2 separate regions of the Arabidopsis thaliana genome follow, and region 1 is linked to region 2. Evidence: chromatin contacts called from public ChIA-PET data. All regions are on one chromosome and are shown on one strand. The core of a region is the stretch at or near the end of the contact, and the rest is flanking DNA. Distances in the headings are between cores, read along the strand shown. Region 1 holds the start of AT5G60460 (Preprotein translocase Sec, Sec61-beta subunit protein). Region 2 holds the start of AT5G60370 (exonuclease V-like protein).

Region 1 (4,008 bases), core at 1,385-3,884, 36 kb before region 2:
GTATCAAGAAAGAAAAAAGAAAACACAAAGGATCTATACTTGGAAAAAGATTATTGATTTTGATGAAAACACATCAAGCTAGAGCTTTATTAAAGACCCATGGAGAACATATAAAATTATATATACACATGCCTGGATTTCCTGGAAGGTTTCTCTTTTTCTTGGGTGTTTTAGTGGAGGCTGCAGGCTGAGAGTTAGGGTAAGGATTAGGGGTGATGTGCTCTTGGTCATGGACAAAGCTAGAGAATGAGAGGCGGTCATGATTATGTGGAATCATCATGTCTTGATTCATATGTAAGAAGAGACAAAAAAAAAAAAATAGTTTAGTTTGTCTTAGAGTTCTCCACTTAAACAAGCAAGAAGACAGAAAGAGAGAAATGAAAGAAGAAAACTAGTAATAATGTCTTGATTATCTATCTAATGACACTACATCTTTGTGACATATAAAAACTAAATCAAAATATTTTCTTATGGGCTGAAAAGTGGGGATATTATTGAAGTTTTAGAAAGTTTTTTTTTTTTTTAGTTTTTGGTCGTTGGTAGAAAAACTTTCTTTTTGGATTTTTATGTTTAAGAGATTGTGATGGGTGAGTGAGGTTTTGATCACTTGTGAAGAGTATGACACCAAAAAGAAGAGGCTGCCGAAGACGGCATCTCTCTTCTCTCTTTACACACAACTGTTCTATTACAAGTCGGTAAGTCATGGACTCACAGTACTGGACCATTCTCATCATAGTTTAACACAAATCTTATATAATTCTAATTTATAATTTTTGTTTTGAAATTAATGTTTTCATTCCTAGTATATTAGCATATCGTTTTAGTCAAAATAACATATTATTATCATGACTTAATATTTTAAAAATAATAATATGAGAATAATATATGGTTATCCTTAATCTATATATATAACTCAAGAATTAGACATTACTAGAACATCAATTTTTTGTAATATATAGACATAGAAAATTTTGCATATATCTTGTATGATTGTGTATGCATGAGGTGTGAACAAACTTTAAACTTTTGGACTTTTCTACTGTTTCAAAAAGTTGACTAAACAATAAGACCACAACGTACATTTCTTTTTCAGTCGATCGATTACACATGGTTTACATTCCATTTCGTTATGAAAAAGTTCTTATATATACCCGTATAATGAAATAAGATGAAAATCAGTTCTTTTCTTCTATATTGAATTTTATAATTAACTAAAGTCACAGCGAGCATAAGTTAGGAGCTGTTGTTATTCTAAATAGTAAATACAATAGATATGAATTCAAGATGAATGTTCACGGGTGATTTTCCCCAGTTTAATAATATCTATTTTGATCATGATGAAAATATAACTTTAAATTTGAAAATGGTAATCAAAGTTCAGCCAAATCATTTACGAGTGAGACAAGTGACATCACATCATACATATACTAACAAAGCACACCACCTCTGTTTAATGACAATAGTTAGCTCATTTTTTCCAAATTAATTTTCTTATTTTAGAATCATTAGGTCTCCCTCCGTATATATTTCTAATTTAAGTTTGCATTCTTAGAATGTTGATGCCCTAATTTCTAATTAATTAATTTGGAGTCTGTTGTAACAAAAAAAATTATTCGTATGAGCATGACTGGTATAATACCACATAAGTGAATGTTTTGGAATGGAAAAATAACGTCTTATGATTTTCAAAACGTGAAAATATCATTCATAATTATTTAGGATCGGATTATAATTTTTGATGCTATGTTTTGATTTTCTTGCTATAAACATCAAGTAAATCCTTCATCATTCACCGACTCAAAATTTATTGAGATGACATCAACATAAAAAGGATATAAAAGAAGAATATAGAAACGAATATAGAAACATGAAGAAAGGACGATAATGGGGAAAAGGAGATTGTCTTTACAGCCAACACTCAAATTTGATGGGGCAAGCAAATCATCATTACATAATTACGCCATAAGTACATTTTGACCTCTAATTATCATATATACATACACATATATAGCGAGACAGATGCATGTGAAAGATGCATGTACTCGGTATACATTATGAGACTTATACCAAAAGTGTTTACACATCATGTTTTGTTTGAGCTTTGAAAACTAAAATTTAGCATTTTGGAAGAGTTTGAATTTTTACATTTACTTTGATATTATTCTCTCATTTCACTATGCAAACATTGAACCAATGACTTTTAAAAAAAACTTAAAGAAACCGAGATTCTAGATTTATTTCATGTGGTTATCTCTTTTTTTTTTTTTTTTTTTTTACCATCTTCTGTATTCTTAATTTTGTGGATTGAAAAATTGAAATAGGTGTGGCAAAGAGTAGCCCAACTGTTTTTACAATAGCCCATTCTAGTAGGAATTAACTAAATAAAAATAAACTCAAATGTTAAACCCAACTAGCTTGAACCAAGCTAAAAGTTTGAAAAGCCCAAACTTGTTTCATTTTTTTTTTCTCATTTATAAAACGCGTAATTTTGAAAGGAGGAAAGATTAACACTAAGTTAGCCACTAACTAATAGTCTAATACACATGAGGGAAAGCAAAGAAGGAATAATTTGCAAGTCGGTGGTAAATGAATAATCACACGATCCAAGATATGTTCAAGATATATAGGACCTATCCAAACGGCATTTAGTTATGTGATCTCCAATGATGATGACACCGTTTAACTTATCAATTTAAGGTTTATTGATAGAATATTCATCTTACTAGTTACTACTAAGTACTAACGCCCAACAAAAGTCGTTGGGAGTATTATTGAATTCATAATTTGTATCTAGTTCCACTAGAACCCCACGTCTCTTCCTAATCATCATCAACATTCTTAAGTACCCTTCAGATTTGACGTTATTTACCATACTACCCTTTCTAACATTACTCCATCTCCATAACCTCTCTCTCACCTTGTATCCTTTTTCTTCTAACCCTTGACCGTACAACAATGGCGAGAGGCTCTTCCCAATCCCAACAATCAACCTCCACCGGTTCTTCAACCGCCCGGCCCGGTCTGGCCGCTCCTCGTGGTTCCGCCGCCGCTACTGCCGGCATGCGTCGCCGCAGGCTCGGTGGCGGTGGTGGCGTATCCTCAGGCGGCGGATCTGGAGTTGGATCAGGATCGAGCAACATGCTGAGATTCTACACAGATGATGCTCCGGGGTTGAAGATCTCACCGACGGTTGTTCTGATCATGAGTCTCTGTTTCATCGGCTTCGTCACTGCTCTTCACGTCTTTGGAAAACTCTACCTCCACAAATCCGGATCCCAAGCTTAGATCCGGATCAGGACCTGGATCGTTTAATCGGTGATCGCTGTTTTTTTTTTTTTTTTTAGTATGTTTCCTTGTGTTTTGTTTCCCTTTTTTAGTCTTTTCGATGAGAACCATGTAAATCGCTAAGCGTTGAATAAAATACGTCACCTTTGAAACAGAGTAGCACATGTTTGATCTATCTTGCCCAAAGTAGTCGTTTACTAAGTTGATGATCTCTTCTCTCACACATGCAGAATCCCAAATTGGCCTAGCTACTAGCTAGGAAGCGTCTTGTTATTTAAAGCATTCATCTTTGTGAAGATTCCAAACTGATATATTTTTCAAGTTGGTGTGAATCTTCTTCAGCGGAATGTTAGTAGAGCCATGTTTGTTGTCTTTGTCAATTGGAACTTCTTTGGTTCAAGAAACTCGACGGCATTCATCACACGGACTGATCTCATTGCTGTCGACTCTGATAGACACAGATTGAAGTGAATCCGGTGGAAGATGATGGCCCATTAGAGATTCGGATCATAGTTATGATAAGTCCTAAGCCCCAATACTGATAGAACGGAAATAGAAGGCCCATTAAAGATCCGGGTCATAATAATTATGATCACACCTAAGACCCAACACTTATAGAAAGGAAATCGCAGGCCCATTAGAGAGTCGGTTCACTCCCAACTCCCAAGCCCCAACATTATGATAACTAAAATCATGCCATAATTCGATATCAACCAATATTAT
Region 2 (3,892 bases), core at 1,119-3,618:
CAGAACGTAAAAATGCTATTGTCGATTACCTTAGAGATTCCAACAATGATGATACATACAAAGCGTGTGTTGGAAACGATACACAATAATCAAATTGCGGCATCCCGGTACAAATCAATCTTGGTACGCCTAACCAACCCTAATCAAACCACGGTTTAATCACTTAACTGCTATGCAATTTAAGGGAAGCAAATGTGGAAATTAAAGACAACACAAACATATATGTTAGCATTTAGCAGCTTTCGGTGAAAGAATCAACTTTTCATCTTCTTTTTAGCTTGGTAAAGGAGGAGCCTCTCTTGTTGGTGAGCTTGTGCTAGGAGATTCGAAACTCGGGTTTCCAGGGCAAGACTTAGCAAATTGGCAATACCGACATTTCCAACGTTCTTCTTCAGGAGTGTACCCAGCTTCTCGTTCATTTCTCCAGAACTCAATGACTTCTCTATATTTGCTCATCACCCATTCATGATCATGGTTGAATCTAATTTCAGCTATTATAGATTGGTCCTTCTGAAACTCGTACCTGAGGCAAAATTTCCCACTCAACTACAATCAGATGATCAGAGATATATTAATGTATTCTATAACATCAAGAACAAGCCATCTCTACTTACTTTAGTAATAGTTGATTATTTGCTATCGGAAGCATCTGAAAAGTGTTTTCATAGTACCTAACTATCTCTTCAAGTGTCTGCACCAAGTTAAAACTAGTAAGAAAATATCAATACAACCCCATTTCGAAGTGAGTAATTCTCTCTTCATAAACACATAAACTTTGGTTTAGTGAAAGATATATTGTACAGAGTCAAAGATAAGTATACCTGAGCTTTGATACCTGCATTAGCAATGTGATCTCTGACATCTTGGGATAAGACATAATTGCGATTCAAAGAAAAGTAGTCGAAAAAAGGTCCCGTTGGAAACCCTTCTTTCACAATAGTGTCCCATAGAAGCTTGTAAAGCATTAGCTGAAGCCTGTCAAATATAGTTAATTCAAGGACATTAACACAAAACTCCCACGTATTAAACCAAAACCAAAAATGACCAACGTTTTCCTTAACTCTATCAAACACTTACCTTCCATTCCTCCTCTGTGGCTCAGCTGGAAGTGTATCACGGAGTCGAGTCTTTGTATCTATCAATATTGGTCCGCTATCAGAAGACTCTTCTGCATACGCCTTTCTAAGCTCGTCAATAATTCCCACAATCCATTGACCTCCAACAAATCCTAAGCTTTACAAGGTAAAATGCAACATATTTAAAGTCTCATTTGATGTATGCTACAAAACATTATCTTGCTAGGAAAAGGTAAAAGCCACGAGAATGTTACAAAAGAAGATCGAAACTAGAGGGGTAGAAGGAACTCACAGTAGCAATTCACGAGTTCGTCCTTCAAACAAGAACTGATTAACACCAGCAATGGAATTCAACAGCTTCAATGCCCACTTATCTTCATTTGATTCAACTTTTACTCTCACTTTTTTAACTACCTACCCAATTATATAAACACAACAACAAGTAGATTTCATCAAATTGTTCACAAAACGATCAAGTACTCTTAATAGTAACAATAAGCCCCTAAGATCCATCATAGTGAATAATACCTCTTCTTCAAGCTGCAAATGACGAGCCTGACCAACTTTCATAGCTTTATTGACTTTTCTCCTGCCAAAACAAAGAACATTCTCCATTTGTTTCTCACACCATTCCTATAACCAAATAGAGAGAGATCACTATCATTGTCAAATGTGCTTATATGATCTCTTCTTTCCTATAATCTGTGATAAAAAAAACGTACAGTTCCGGTGAGATCTGTGACACCTAAAGCTTGATTTCTCCTAAATCGATGTAGATAAGACTCTTCGATATCTGAACAAGCCGATAATTTCCTCTTGGAGAAGAGAGTAATTGAGCGGATTGTTTTGGGACTTCCGCCGGCGGTTATCCGTGACGGAGAAACAGAACGGATCACGGAAGGGAGGATGGAGCGGGAGGCTGCAAGAGCTGCATCGAGAATAGCCATTTCTTCTTCACTGACGATCTCGATTGGGATCTCGGGGAAGACGACATGGTGACTTTGAGGGCTTGAAATAGAAACAGTCCCGGATTGAGCGGGCTTAGTGGATGTGGTGGTGCTAAGCGAGTCGGAGGTTGACTCGGAGGGTGACTCGGCCATGTTTTATTCGGAACCAACATGTGGTCTTCTTCTTCTTTCGTGTCCATGTAAAAAATTCAAATCAGAGTAAAAAAAATAAAAATTGTAATTATAATAAACTAATCATAGAATTTATATTTGAACTTAGAAAGGTAAACAAACAAATAAAATAAAAGTGAAATCAATTATTGTAGTGTTATATGCTGCTTTTTGTGAATTTGATGTCCAAAAACTAGATGAAGTTTTGTGTAAATGATTTTTTATACTTTATTTGCAGTTTTGCATGTTCTTAATCACACAATTGGATAGAGATTTATGAGATATCCATGTGACCACTATTAATCACGTTATTAGATTTCATTTTCGTTTAGAATACCAATTACCAAAACAAAATAAAGTCATAACTTGTAAGCTGTATGTTATACAAAATGACTCAAGGATCAAGATTCAAAGTAAAAGCTATATGTTAGACAAATTGACTTAGGATCAAGAACGAAACTACTTTGATCTAAATCAATTTATGTTCATAAATTTAACATGAAAATATTATAAATTTGTCGTCTATAGTTTTGGCTTTATTTTGTACATATTAACAGACCTTTTTATGTTACAACAAGCATAAACCATATGCATTCCCAAGTCCCAACTTTTACGTAATGTCTTAATCCAATAAATACGTGAACATTTCGTAATTTGATAATTGACCAACCACATTCGCTGATCATCTCAAGCCACAACGGGGTATGATGCACATGTAGCAATACCTGCAATTCAAGAACGAATCAACAATAGATAGAGAAAGACCAACTGTGAGAATTTGAGAATGGTGTGATGGTTTCATAATTATTAAAGAACTTACCACACATGTTCTTCCCCATCTCCATCTTGAAGTAACCTTTGTCGCCCCAATCCGCTCCCCATGAGTTCTTAATAAGCCAATATGGTACACCGTCTTCAACTCCATAACCAACGGCCAAAACCGCGTGGTTCACATCCTATATTGCCACATTAAGGAAACCGAACACTAAGCTAAGTTCCTAAGAAGATTTTATGTGAACCAATGAAAGTCTTTTTAACAGTTTAAAGAAGAAAGTCTCACCATTGGAGTACTTCCACAGTGACTATCAGTGTAAACTCCACTCTTGTAAAGCCGGAACGAGTGTATAACCTCAAATGCTATGCTTACTGGCCGTACCAATCCAACCGCATGCTTCAGTTCATCTTCAGCACCCTGTTGTTGTTGTTGTTTCAATCATCATTACAGAATGTATATTCTCATGCAAGTGAAATTCAAAATCCATAAAAGATGCTTACCAGAGTAATGTTGACTGAGTTGAGGACTTGTACACCAACGTTTTCAGCTGAAAATTTGCAGGTTTCATCTTTACCGGTATAAGGATAAGCTTTCTCTGTGTCGAGGCCACCGTTGGATTTGATGTATTCAAAGGCTTGAGAAGGAAGGCCACCATTGCAACCATAGTTATTGAAAGCTCCAGCACAATCCACAAGCTGTTGCTCAGAGAGAGAAATTCCTTTTCCAAATGCCTGATGGTAAGCTGCCTCAAGAGCTCCAGTTGTGCTGCAGTACAAAAAACAATCATATGACATACAATCTCGACCTTCAATTTGACATCAAAAGATCCCACCAAAAATTAAAGAGAGTATCTTAATCATTGGTTTTACTTTTACCTGAATGTCCAGCAAGATCCACAACCTCCCTGATCTTTGACCGGACTA

The links. ChIA-PET counts read pairs in DNA pulled down with a chosen protein or histone mark.
Region 1: an H3K4me3 ChIA-PET map of shoot shows a contact between it and region 2, with 10 read pairs. The contact joins the promoter of AT5G60460 here to the promoter of AT5G60370 in region 2. A contact is called at or near these places in 2 of 26 Hi-C or Micro-C datasets (callus and shoot) and 1 of 2 datasets of contacts at active chromatin or transcription factors (shoot).

What each region holds. Positions count from the first base shown.
Region 1 is chr5:24,316,867-24,320,874 of TAIR10.1, reverse strand. AT5G60460 (Preprotein translocase Sec, Sec61-beta subunit protein) reads left to right here and starts at 2,634. Exons shown (of 1, transcript NM_001345419.1): 1 at 2,634-4,008. The coding sequence starts at 2,956. The coding sequence ends at 3,285. It overlaps AT5G60470 (C2H2 and C2HC zinc fingers superfamily protein), which reads right to left and starts at 464. Exons shown (of 3, transcript NM_001345421.1): 1 at 133-464. The coding sequence starts at 292.
Region 2 is chr5:24,281,142-24,285,033 of TAIR10.1, reverse strand. AT5G60370 (exonuclease V-like protein) reads right to left here and starts at 2,368. Exons shown (of 7, transcript NM_125430.3): 1 at 1,799-2,368; 2 at 1,605-1,709; 3 at 1,369-1,490; 4 at 1,078-1,233; 5 at 822-975; 6 at 615-691; 7 at 1-523. The coding sequence starts at 2,176. The coding sequence ends at 274. It overlaps ALP (aleurain-like protease), which reads right to left. Exons shown (of 8, transcript NM_125429.4): 4 at 3,845-3,892; 5 at 3,470-3,734; 6 at 3,255-3,386; 7 at 3,015-3,150; 8 at 2,552-2,919. The coding sequence ends at 2,882.